2 separate regions of the Macaca mulatta genome follow, and region 2 is linked to region 1. A link is a contact called in public Hi-C data. All regions are on one chromosome and are shown on one strand. The core of a region is the stretch at or near the end of the contact, and the rest is flanking DNA. Distances in the headings are between cores, read along the strand shown. Region 1 holds the start of MIOS (meiosis regulator for oocyte development). Region 2 holds the start of C1GALT1 (core 1 synthase, glycoprotein-N-acetylgalactosamine 3-beta-galactosyltransferase 1).

Evidence for each region. A called contact is a pair of places that touch in the nucleus more often than the background predicts.
Region 2: a contact with region 1 is called in a Hi-C map of liver, with 2.6 times the contacts expected there. The contact joins the promoter of C1GALT1 here to the promoter of MIOS in region 1.

The regions. Positions count from the first base shown.
Region 1 is chr3:120,947,933-120,953,645 of T2T-MMU8v2.0, reverse strand. It overlaps MIOS (meiosis regulator for oocyte development), which reads left to right and starts at 2,793. Exons shown (of 11, transcript NM_001257861.2): 1 at 2,793-2,893. It overlaps LOC106997522 (a long non-coding RNA gene), which reads right to left and starts at 1,724. Exons shown (of 3, transcript XR_001443720.3): 1 at 1,617-1,724; 2 at 665-783.
Region 2 is chr3:121,361,415-121,367,285 of T2T-MMU8v2.0, reverse strand. It overlaps C1GALT1 (core 1 synthase, glycoprotein-N-acetylgalactosamine 3-beta-galactosyltransferase 1), which reads left to right and starts at 4,531. Exons shown (of 5, transcript XM_077997025.1): 1 at 4,531-4,748. It overlaps LOC114676982 (a long non-coding RNA gene), which reads right to left and starts at 5,327. Exons shown (of 2, transcript XR_013415450.1): 1 at 5,192-5,327.

The DNA of each region.
Region 1 (5,713 bases), core at 1,544-4,043:
AAACCATTGAGAAGATTGACAAGATAGTGTTTAAAGTGATGAATACTGCTGTGTCTCCTCTCAATAATACAGCACTTTCTTCAGCCTACACTCTTCTAATGGCAGGATTGGAAAGGCAATACTTTCCCCAAACTCATCATCTTATCAAAACCATCTGCCACGAAGCTCATCAAGACTAAGCTCATAATGCTGTTTATAGCCATCACCACCACAAGCCCAAGACCACCCACTTTTAAGCATGAAAATACAAGTGAAGACTGTCAGACATCTGAAGACTGCCTCAAGGTCAGACTCGTGACACCTGAGGCAGCACCATTCACTCAGTTTTGGGAACAAAAAACCTGGAATCCTCTTTCACCGTCATTCACTTGGTCAATCACCAACCTCTGTTCATCCCACCTCTAAATATTCCCCAGGGCGCCCACTTCTCTCCATGCCCACTCTCCATGCCACTGGTAACCTGCGTTTCTGTCATCCCGCATTCTGATACTCTATCCCTCCAGCTCTCTGCGCAAAAACTGATCATACTGGCCGGGCGCGGGGGCTCACGCCTGTAATCCCAGCACTTTGGGAAGCCGAGGTGGGCGGATCACGAGGTCAACAGATGAGACAACCCTAGCCAACATGGTGAAACCCCATCTCTCCTACAAATACAAAAAATTACCTGGGCATGGTGGCGCCGTGCCTGTAGTCCCAGCTACTCCAGGGGCTGAGGCAGAAGAATCCCTTGAACCCGAGAGGCGGAGGTTGCAGTGAGCAGAGATCGCGCCATTGCACTCCAGCCTGGCGATATAGCGAGACTCCGTCTCAACAAAACAAAACAAAACAAAACAAAATCAAAAAAAAAAAAAAAAACTGATCATACCACTTGCCTGATTAAAAACGTTCGATGACTCTACCATTGCCTTTAGGAAAAAGTCCATCCAAACTCACTAAACTGGTTTCCAACCCCTTTCTGACAGCATCTTAATCTCTCCCCACTTCCTCTGCTCATTCATCCATACCTACTGCCTCCTCACTGCTATGTTCTCTCTCCTGACCCAGCACTTGCTCTTTCTCAGTGCTAGAAGACTCTTCTCTTCCAGTTCCCACTGCCCTGTTCCCTTACCTGGCTAATCCCATACTCATCCTTCTTGTCTCAGCCTAGTAGTCCTTAAGGAAGCTTTGCTGACCCCGAAGCTGAGCGGGCGTCCCTCCTGTGTAGCACTGTGTTAGCCCTACCAAGTCAAGGCTCTCCTTGCCTGTTTCCTGCCCGGACCATGTCTTTTTACTTCACTCCTGTCTCCTAGGTATTCCAGCACAGTGCTGGGTACATAACAGGTGATCAAGACAAGTTTGTGGAATGACTGAGTGAATAAATCATTAACCAAATACCTTGGATCTCCTACTACATCATTTGCAAAAAAAAAAAAAGTTTAATAGAAATTAAGATGGACCCAGTGAGCTAGAGTGTGCGACCCTGCTTGAAAACGGCAGAGTGGTTCTGAGAAGCAGTCCCAGCCTAGGAACCCGGGGATCCGGCCTGTGGACCCACGGGCGGGGCCAGCGGGGTGCACAGGCGCTTTCGGGCGGAAGGCGGGGCCTCCCGGCCAGTGACCCCGCCCCGAGGCGCCTACCGGGCGGGGGAGGGCGGGACTCGCGGCGGGAAACTCCCCTTCCAAGGCGCGGCTGCGCGTCCCCGAGGCGTGGTGGTAGGGTCGTGGGCCCCAGCCCAGTGGTCCAGGTCACGGGCCGCGCCGCCGCGGCCGCCATCTTGCCCGCGTCCGGGCGCCTGCGGCAGGAGGGGCGGTGTCCCGGCCGGAAGCGGCTGTGCGGCGGCCGCGCTGCCACCTCAGGTCAGTGAGTTCGACCCGGCCCGCGTCTCGGGTCTCGGGAGCGCAGCGGCCGCAGCTAGGGGCCCGAGATAGCCTAGTTGAAAGGCTCGGGCGTCTGGGCGGGGAGCGCGTTCCGCGCTGTGGGGTAATCGCGCCGGGCGGCCAGCCGGTCGGGCCTCCGCGGGAGCCACCGGGGGCTGCGGGCGGCCGCGGGACCTGCGGGGACCTCCTCGGGGCGCAGAGGCCACGCTACAGCCTTCACCGCGGCAGGCTTGTGGGGAGCGGCGTCCCCGCCTTTCCCGGGAGGCTCAGCCAGGTGCTTGAAGCGGGAGAGTCGGATTCAGACTCCTGCTTTACCTGGAATAGCAACGTGCCCTGTTGCCATTGTACCCTCTTAAATACTGTACTTCTTAAACGGCCTATCTCCCGGTGAGCTCTGTTCTCTTCACATACGAGTAGTGAAAATTCCTTAAGAGGATGAATGAAACCTCACACATGTGGACTTTGCTGAATTGGTTAGCAAATGACTGCTTTTGCAGGCCTTTTGTATATTTTAAGGGAAATTTGGGTATGTGCAGTGCATCTCCTGGAAGATGCTGATGGTGGAAATTTCTTGAAACCGCTCTCGTAATTTGCCATGGTAAGAAAAGTAAAAGACAGCATCAAAAAGCATGTGATTGGATACTTTGTACACTTAGTAGTATTGTAATGTGTTGGACTTCACTGTCCAGTAGCCACATGGTATTGAGATGTGCTGTAAGTGTAAAATACACATCGGATTTCCCAGAGTTGGTGCCAGAAAAAATGTCAAAATCCTCACTAATAATTTTTGCATTGATTACATATTGAAAGGATAATGCCGTTGATATGTTGGTTAAATAAAATATGTTTTTAAATTTAATTCCACCTATTTTTACTTTTTAGATGTGACTACTGGAAATTTTTAAATCATATGGCTCACACTGTATTTCTTTTGGACAGTGCTGTTACAGATATTCTGATGAATAAACACAGAATGAGCATGGCTTTCCTTTGCTGATAAGTCACTGATGGGAAGTGAGACTTGTTAAACTTGAAAGGTGAGGATATAAATACAAGCTATACTTATTGCAAACCGCACCCCTTCTGCACCTAATTTTTTAATGTCTCCAACATTTGGAAAAAACATTAACTTTCAGGGCTGATTACGGGAATGGTAGTGATACTAACATCTATGTGATGTGAAGAGTTCATTTCAGTTGATGTCACAACTTTGTGAGATGGAAATGGGATAGATTTTATCTCGGTTTATGGTTTTGGAGTATTACAAGATTTGTTAGGATTTGAACTGGGGAGTGGCTGTAGGATTTCTGACTCTATATTGTTTTCTTTACACCAGATTCTTGGTGATGTATGTTCATGATCAAGGAACTGTTTATCCTGTGTATTAGATGGTGAAAAAAGTACACTTCTTAAAAGGGTGGACATAGATGCACCTCTCTATACAGGGTTACTCTTATAATGTGCAACCTGTGCAGTAGCGCATAGTCCAGCATTTATAATGGCTAGCACTTATTTTAATGGCTAGTCTGCTATCACTGTCTTGACTTTTTAAATAAGGGGCCCTGCATTTTTATTTTGCACCACGCCTTGCGTATTGTGTAGCTGATCCTTTCTCTTTGCAGTAATCTAGGATGGAAGTTGAGAGACCCTGGACAAGCACCCAAACATCTGGTCTTCACTTTACTGTTACGTAAAGTGAGAAGAATTAGTCTTTTTCTCTCAAGTTTTGATTCTGTATGAATTACTGTCATCAGATTTAGTGGATGGCAGTATAAATATTTTAGGTGCATGACAATGGAAGAAATGCTGATATTCTCCGTTGAGAGTCATGTGAATCAAAGTTCTAAAATTTACGCTACAACTCGTATTTTGTGTTTTGTAAGATGGATTTTTCTATGTGGCATCAAAATTGCTTACCATAGACCATTGGTATAAAGAGTAGGGTTGTGGAATGAAGGCCTGAAGAGTGTGTTTATTTAAACATTGATTTTTCAATGAGATGGGAAAATGGGGCAGATCTCATGATGTCAATTAAGAGGTTTCCTTTGTGGTGGTATGAGTGTGAAACCTTACTTGGCAGTATCTGTTCCTTTTCTTTGCTGTCATAGCTGCTGCCTATCACATGAGGTGCCCCTTTTCCTCCTCATTCTTAAATTTTTTAACCTCTTTAAGGTTGGGCTTAATTTTATCACTATAGTGCAGGTTTTTTTTTAGACCAGAGACTTCATCTGCTCATGTTTGCTGCTGTGTTCCCAGCTTTATGACAGCGCCTAGAACATAGAAGGTGCCCAATCTTACAGAATAAATGAAGTATGATAGCAGACACTTAAATATTGGCTGGAGCCAGCCTCTCCTATGAAGGGTAGAAGTGGAAGCATGAGGAAATAGGTAAAACTTGGAGATACCAGTTGTGAGAAGTGTCAGAGGGATCATTCAACACATGCATTTATTTAACAAATGTTTATTAAACTTCCTACTGAGTGTCTAGCACTGTACTGGGGACTAGAGGTACAGTGGAACACAAAAAAATACTTCACCTGCTCTCATGGAGTGTATAATCCAGTAGAAGAGACAGAAATGGATGATTAAAGGGAAAGAATACTGTTTAATGACAGTGTATGTCTGAGTAACCTGACCTCGACTAGGGAGGGGATGGAGGGTGGTTGATGTCAAGGTTGAGCAGGTATTAACTTGACCCAGAAGGCAGAGAACTATGCTTTAACCAGAGGAAACATCATTTGCAAAGGTATGGTGATGGGGGAGGAGGGTATACTCTAGGAATTGAAAAGGACAGTGTAAAAGGACAGCAAGAATGTTGTGCCACAAGGCCGATGCAGTAGGCAGAGACCAAAAGCATTTAGGGTTTTGTAGGTTAGGTTGAAGATTTGGAATGCTATAATAAGAGCAGCTGGAGACCATTAGAGGGTTTTAAGCAAGGAAGGATAGCCTGGTCAAAGTTGTGTTGTAGAAAGATTTTTACTCTGATATTCTATAAAGCAATATTTCCGAAGGGCCCAGGGGAAAGATGAATAAAAGAAAAACTGCCAGCACCGCACACCAGATATGTTGTATACCTTAATTTACTGAAATCAGTTTTCAGAGGCTTGAGACTATCCTCAGTGTGGTAGCACTTGGAAGCCTGAATGAGGAGACAAGATGATAAATAATTGGGTAAATGACTGGCAAACGGCAAACCCAAAGTGACAAGTAAATGAAGACATTGAGGGTGCTAGTAAGAATATAATTGAAATGATTGATCTTGGGCTTGAGAAATGCTAAAGAAGGAAATAAAATCAGTATAAGAATTCCTTAATCAGCAGTCCCCAACCTTTTTGGCACCAGGGACCGGTTTCATGGAAGACAGTTTTCTCACAGACGAGGGATGGGGTGGTTTCAGGATGATTCAAGCGCATTACATTTATTGTGCACTTTATTTACATTGCACTATATAATGAAATAATTATACAACTCACCATAATGTAGAATCAGTGGGAGCCCTGAGCTTGTTTTCCTGCAACTAGATGGTCCCATATGGGTGTGATAGGAGACAGTGACAGATCATCAGACATTAGATTCTCACAAGGAATGCACAACCTAGATCCCTGTCATGTGCAGTTCACAGTAGGGTTTGCACTGCTGTGAGAAACTGATACTGCTATTGATCTGACAGGAGGTGGAGCTCAGGCGGCAGTGTGTGAGATGAGTGGCTCTAAGTAACAGATGAAGCTTTGCTCCCTTGCCTGCTGCTCACCTCCTGCTATATGGCCTGGTTCCTAACAGGCCAGGAACCAGAACTGGTCTGCGGCCCTGGGAATTGGGGACTTGTGGTCTAAATAATATGAGTCTATTTTAGACTG
Region 2 (5,871 bases), core at 3,282-5,781, 410 kb before region 1:
CAGTGATAAAACTGGGGGCACTGAAGGATAAGTACCTTGACTGGGCTTACCAAAGTGGTGGCTACAAAAAGGCTAGAGGTGTGTTTAAAAGTTTACAGGAGAGCCATCCATTTTCAGTTGACTTTTTCAGGAAATGATTCAGTTTGAAAAGGAAGAATGCAAGAATCCTGCAAAAGAGGGCTTTGAGAGAATTTAGATCTGTAGATTCTGATCTTTGGATCGATTACATCAAAGGAGATTGAACCGCCCCCTTGGTAGACCTGAGAAATGCAGACAGACCTATTGGTGAGCCATGAAAATGCTGCAGGGAAAGTCATCAGAGGCATCTGTAGCTAAACGTGCTATGCATCAGACTGGTCATTTGTGAAGAGAAATAATACAGCCTACCTTGTGAAATAGTATTGCAAGCCCTGTGGGCAAATTTGTATTATAAGTCAATCTGTAATTTGCTTGGAGATGGCAGACAAGATGGCTGTCTGGTTTCGAGACATGGTTTAATTTTGTGTTAACTCATTAATTTTTAAAACATTTTTGATTGAGGAAAAACAACTGGGGGCAGAATTCAAGTTTCAAGGATTCCATTCTGTTCACCGTGTTACTTCCACAACTGGCGAAGTTTAGCTCTCAGTAAGATTCACACTTCATTTCTCTATGAGAGATCAAAAAACCCTTAGATAATACAGGTGTCAGGGAGCAAAGATAAACCTAACATTGTATGCTACCCACTAAAGTGTAAAAGATATACTTCATTCAATTATTTATTCATTCAAACAACAAATAATTGAACACCAGCATGTGTGCCAGGCATTGTGCTAGGCTCTATTATATCCAGCTGCATGAGTTACCTATTGTTGCATAACAAACTATCCCAAAACTTAGTGGCTTAAAACGAAAATCATTTAAACATTTAGTATCTCACCATTTCTGTGGCTTAGGAATTCAGGACCGTAGCTGAATGATTATGTCTCAAGGTCTCCTTCTAGGTTACAGTCAAGATGTTGACCAGGATGCATGCAATCATATGAAGGCCTGACTGGGATTGGAGGATCTGCTTCCAAGCTCATTCACATGGCTATTGTCAGAAGGCCTCAATACCTCACCGATTGTTAGCTGGAAGCCTTAATTACTCACCATGTGAGCCTTTTTATAAGTTACCTGAGTGACCTTATGACTCTGACATGACAGCTACCTGGCCCCAACAAGTAATCCTGGAGAAAGAATAAAAAGGCTGGCATGTTTTATAGTTTCCCCTCAGAAGTCACACTACATCATTTCCTCTGCATTCTATTCATGAGAACAAGTCATTTGATACAGTCCAAACTCAAGGTGAGGGGAATGAAGTTTGACCCTTTGAAGGAAGAAGTATCAAATAATTTGTGAACATATTTTAATACTACCATATGAGTTAATAAAATTTAATTCATGAAATTTAACTTAATTATTATAAAGTGGTGTCAATATATTTGTAAAATGTAGGTATTTAAAGGGAAACTAAGTCTATTAAAGAAGACAATGTTTCACTGTTGTTGCTAGCTTGTTTACATTTTCTGTCACCATTTTCGTCTCATTCTGTTAAAAAAATTCTGTATATAGTGCTAAATAAATGATGACTTGGCCTATCTTATTATGTCAACTAAGAATTGGATTTGATACTTATAACAGACAATAACAAAATCTTATATAGAAGGAATATAGTCTTCCTCACCTAACAACAAATCCAGAAGTGGGACAGTCCAGAGCTGGTCAGTTTGGCCCTCCAAAGCAACCACGGACCTAGGCACCTCCGGTGTCCTACATTATTAATAGTGTCAGTGTGGCTTTTGTTATTATGGGTGAAATATGTCTGCTCTACATCCAGTATCATGTCCCTGTTTCAGGTTCAAAAAAATAAAAGGGGTGGGTACAGATCAAATGGCTAAAGCAATATTTATTGAGCCTCCTCTACAGAAATTCACTTTTATTTAATTGATAGTCACATGGCCAGCCATGACTTAAGAAAGTCTAGGAACATGAATATTTTTAACTGGACATGCTGTCACCCTGAAGAAATCAGAGTTCTACTAGTAAAGAAGAAAGGATATTGGTTTAGACAACCAGTAATGTCTACCGACCTACTCTAAGGAGCTTTAACATGCATTATTAAACACTAGACACAAGAAAAACAACAATACTCAGGTTTACCTGTGTTTCAAATATGTTTCAAATGGGAGAATCTGGTCAGTTTTGAGTCCCACATATAAAGTATATTTTTCAAAGTAACCACAACTTTTATTCTCTAATTGAAAATGTTAAAGAATTGGCTGACATTAGTGTTACTTCTAGGAATGTGTCCAAGGAGATAATTGCACAATTGTGCAACAGCCTGTGGATAAGAATGTTCATAAGAGACTTTTTTATGATAGTAAAAACTTGGAAACATAAATGTCAATCAATAGAATACTGGTTGGATAAATGATGGTATATCCATCTAACAGACACTATGCAACTTTTAAAAATAATGTTTTTCATGACTGTTGTTCACTGTGCAGATAATAAAATCCAATTTATGAAATATTGTATTTATATGTCTATATGTGCTTCTATTCTTAGAGAGATGCCTAGAAGAATGTAACACAAAATTTAAGAAATGGTTATCTCTATATTATGGGATTTGGACAGATTTTAACTTCTTTGCATTTTTGTTTAAAATTTTTCAATTTGTTTGCACAAGCACGTAGTGTTTTTATAAAACAATAGTTATTAGCTGGGTGCCACAGCCTATGCCTGTAATCCCAACTACTGGGGAGGCTAATGTAGGAAGATTGCTTCAGCCCTCAGCCCAGTTGCTCGAGGCTGTTGTGTGCATGATCACATCTGTGAATAGCCACTGCACTCCAGCCTGGGCGACACAGAAAGACCATATCTCTTTAAAAAAAGAAAAAAAAAAAGCTATTTTCAAAGAAAGGCAGGGTGGGAGCAGGGCTGATTTGGTCCAGTATTGTTTCCAGCAAGTAATTTTCCTGGATAAGGCTGTGGCTGACCTTATCTTAGGAAAGGGTTCTAATCTTTGCTCAATGGAAAAAAGTGTTATTCTTTATTCATTATAACTTTTAATAAAATTAAAATGAGAAAAGGAGTTGTGAGTTTTGGTTTCTATTTGGAACACTGACCTCTGAAAGGGTCTCCCTTCCATATTTTACAATGGGTGAAAGATATTGTGGAAAGGTGGAGGGGGAGGAGGCTGAGCAACAACTGTATACAAGTTGGGGAGGAGTAGAGGATGGAGGTAAGGATGTAAGGGAGAGAAGTCTGGACCCATGAGCCAGGGAAAGAGCAATAACCTGGACAGCAGGATAGCTGCACTTCTCTTCTAGCATGGACCTATCAGTTTATCTTTCTGGCCTTAGTTTTCTCATCTGAAAAATAAGACATCTGTATTAGAATCACTACATGTGCTTTATGTTTCACAATTCTTTTGGATATATTGATGCTATGTCCTGAGAAACTACACTACAGCTGAACCTAAGCAAATTAAAGAAAAAATAACAACAATAATGTATATTGTTTATTACTTGTCTCAGGCATTCTAAGTAACTTGCCAATAGGTAGAGGGACCAAGATGCCAGCCCAGGCAGTCTGATTTTAGAGCCCATACTCTAACAACCATGCTGTAGAGTACTAAAGAACCGCTTGGATAGGGCATTTAAAGGAAGCAGGATAGCTTTCCTATTCTGGAACTTGGTCTTGTAGATAATGGTTAATGCCAGTAAAGCTGATACCTTACCCTCACCTCATGACTATTATGGGGTTGCCTCAACAGGTGGCAGTCTCCTCCCCCTATTCCAAAGACAACTTCCTTATTCAGAGCCCAGTGAAAGGGGAAATAGGTTTTGTTAAGCCCCGAAGAAGCTCTTCTGGCCATTGCCCCACAGAACCGAAGTGCTGACAGAACCAAAGACGAAATGTGCCTACAGAAAGCTTTCTAGTATCATTATCTCGGTCATCATACATGATGACCCAGCACCCGTATGCATACTTCATCTTATTACTTCCTTTCATTAAGTCCAGAGAGATACTGAGTAAAGAGAGTACGAGGAAAGAACAGAAAAACAAATGAACGGGTTAAGAGCAGGCTACAGGCCACAAGAGTCCTGCAGGGTTAGAGCCTGTACCTCAGACAAAGATCCCTCAGTCATCCCCTTTTTCCTTCCCTGTTGTTGCCCTGCCTTCGTCCCCCTCAAGATCCGGAAGCAAGTGCATAACCTTATAGCAGGATCAGAAAGGTGGAGGGTAGCAGACACAAGCCGCAAGGGGGCTATAACGAAATCTGTTGCTCTTGGAAGACCGACTTCCCAGACCTCTTCGCATTAGGGCGGAGCGTGCGCCCGGCAGCCAATCCCCGGTTCCTCACGTCGCCGTATCCCCGCCCACCGCCCCTCCCGCTCCGCCCTTCCCTGGGGCTGGTGCGGCGGCGGAGACGTCAGCGCCAGGAGACTCCGGGTGGCGGCTGCGCCGTAGGCGGGCCACGGCTTGGACGCGCTGCGGGGAGGGGCGGAGCGAGCGGGCGGGAGCGCGCGTAGGGCCCGCCTTGGCCGCCGCTGCTGCTGCTGCCGCCGCTGCCGGGGAATAATCTGGGCGGCAGCGGGCGGCCTCGGCTAGCGGCCACGAGCCACTTCTGCGGCTGCCCAGAGAAGCAAAGGTCGCCGGTCCGAAGTCGTCCCCCTCTCCGCCCCCCAGGAGGGGCGAGAGGGAGCAGCAGCTGATGTCAGGTACGGCCGGCGGAGGCGCCCTCAGGCTGCGGGTCCAAGGTCTCGGCTCCCCTCGCCCTCTCCCCGCCCTCCCCCTTCTCCGGGTTGGTAGGGAAGCGTGGAGGATAGACCTAAACCCCGGGCGCGGCGGAACAGGTGTCTCGGGGTCAGAGCCGGGCTGGGGTCGTCCGGGCTCCTGAGGAAGGCGCGAGGACTTCCTGCTCCCGGAGTCTTAGCGATCTGCCACAGCGTCCGGGTGCGTACCCGGCCGCAGTTTTGTGGACTTGTAGCCTCCTCTTCGTCGTGGGTCCTTCCGTTGTGCCCGCTCGCGCCCCTCTTCTGCCGGCGCGCTGCCTGGCGGCGCCGCAGGGTGCAGAGTGCGCCCGGGCCGGACCACTTAGCGGTCCTGCCCCGCCGGGCCCTCCCGGTCCCTCCTCCCGCGCCCTCCCCGCCCCGCCGCTGACCTGGGGGTCCCGCCGGACTCGGCGCCCAGGTGTGGGGCACCTTCGCCGAGAGCTACTCAGCTGCCGCGCCGCCTGAGCGCCCAGCGAGCAGGCTCCTTCCAGAAGTGCCTGGAGCTTGCTTGGGGCTAGCTTGGATCATCAGGTTTGTCTGTGGCTGATTTATTTCTTTAAGTTTCCGTGCCGCAGAGTGAACCAGATACGTGTGTGTTGGGGCATTCGCTGCGTGGGGGAGGAAGAAAGGCATTAAAAAGAATTTTTTTTTTTTCATCTCCACCCCATTTTCCCCCAGCAAATTGTGATGGGATTAGTAGGTGTTGACAAGTTGTCCATATTGCTTTGAATTTGGGTAAGTTGTACACTCTTAAAACATGACCATAATTTAGCGCTGTGGATTTATTCTTTCCTAGCCCTTACCGTCTCCCCACCCCCACCGCCCCGCATTTAAAGCAAACAACAATATCAGCAACACAAAACCCACACATTCTAGAAAAATTCTCAAGATTTCTAACCTAGTTCTCTATATCCATTGTACATATTACTCGATTTCCGTTTCACGCTTTTTAAGATAGAAAACTATTGTGCTAACCATGGATTGATTTCATTATGAATTTAAAAGTTATAAATTTAGAATCATAATGAATCAGTGAATAATTAGGCCAGTGTGTAAGGGACAGAAATAT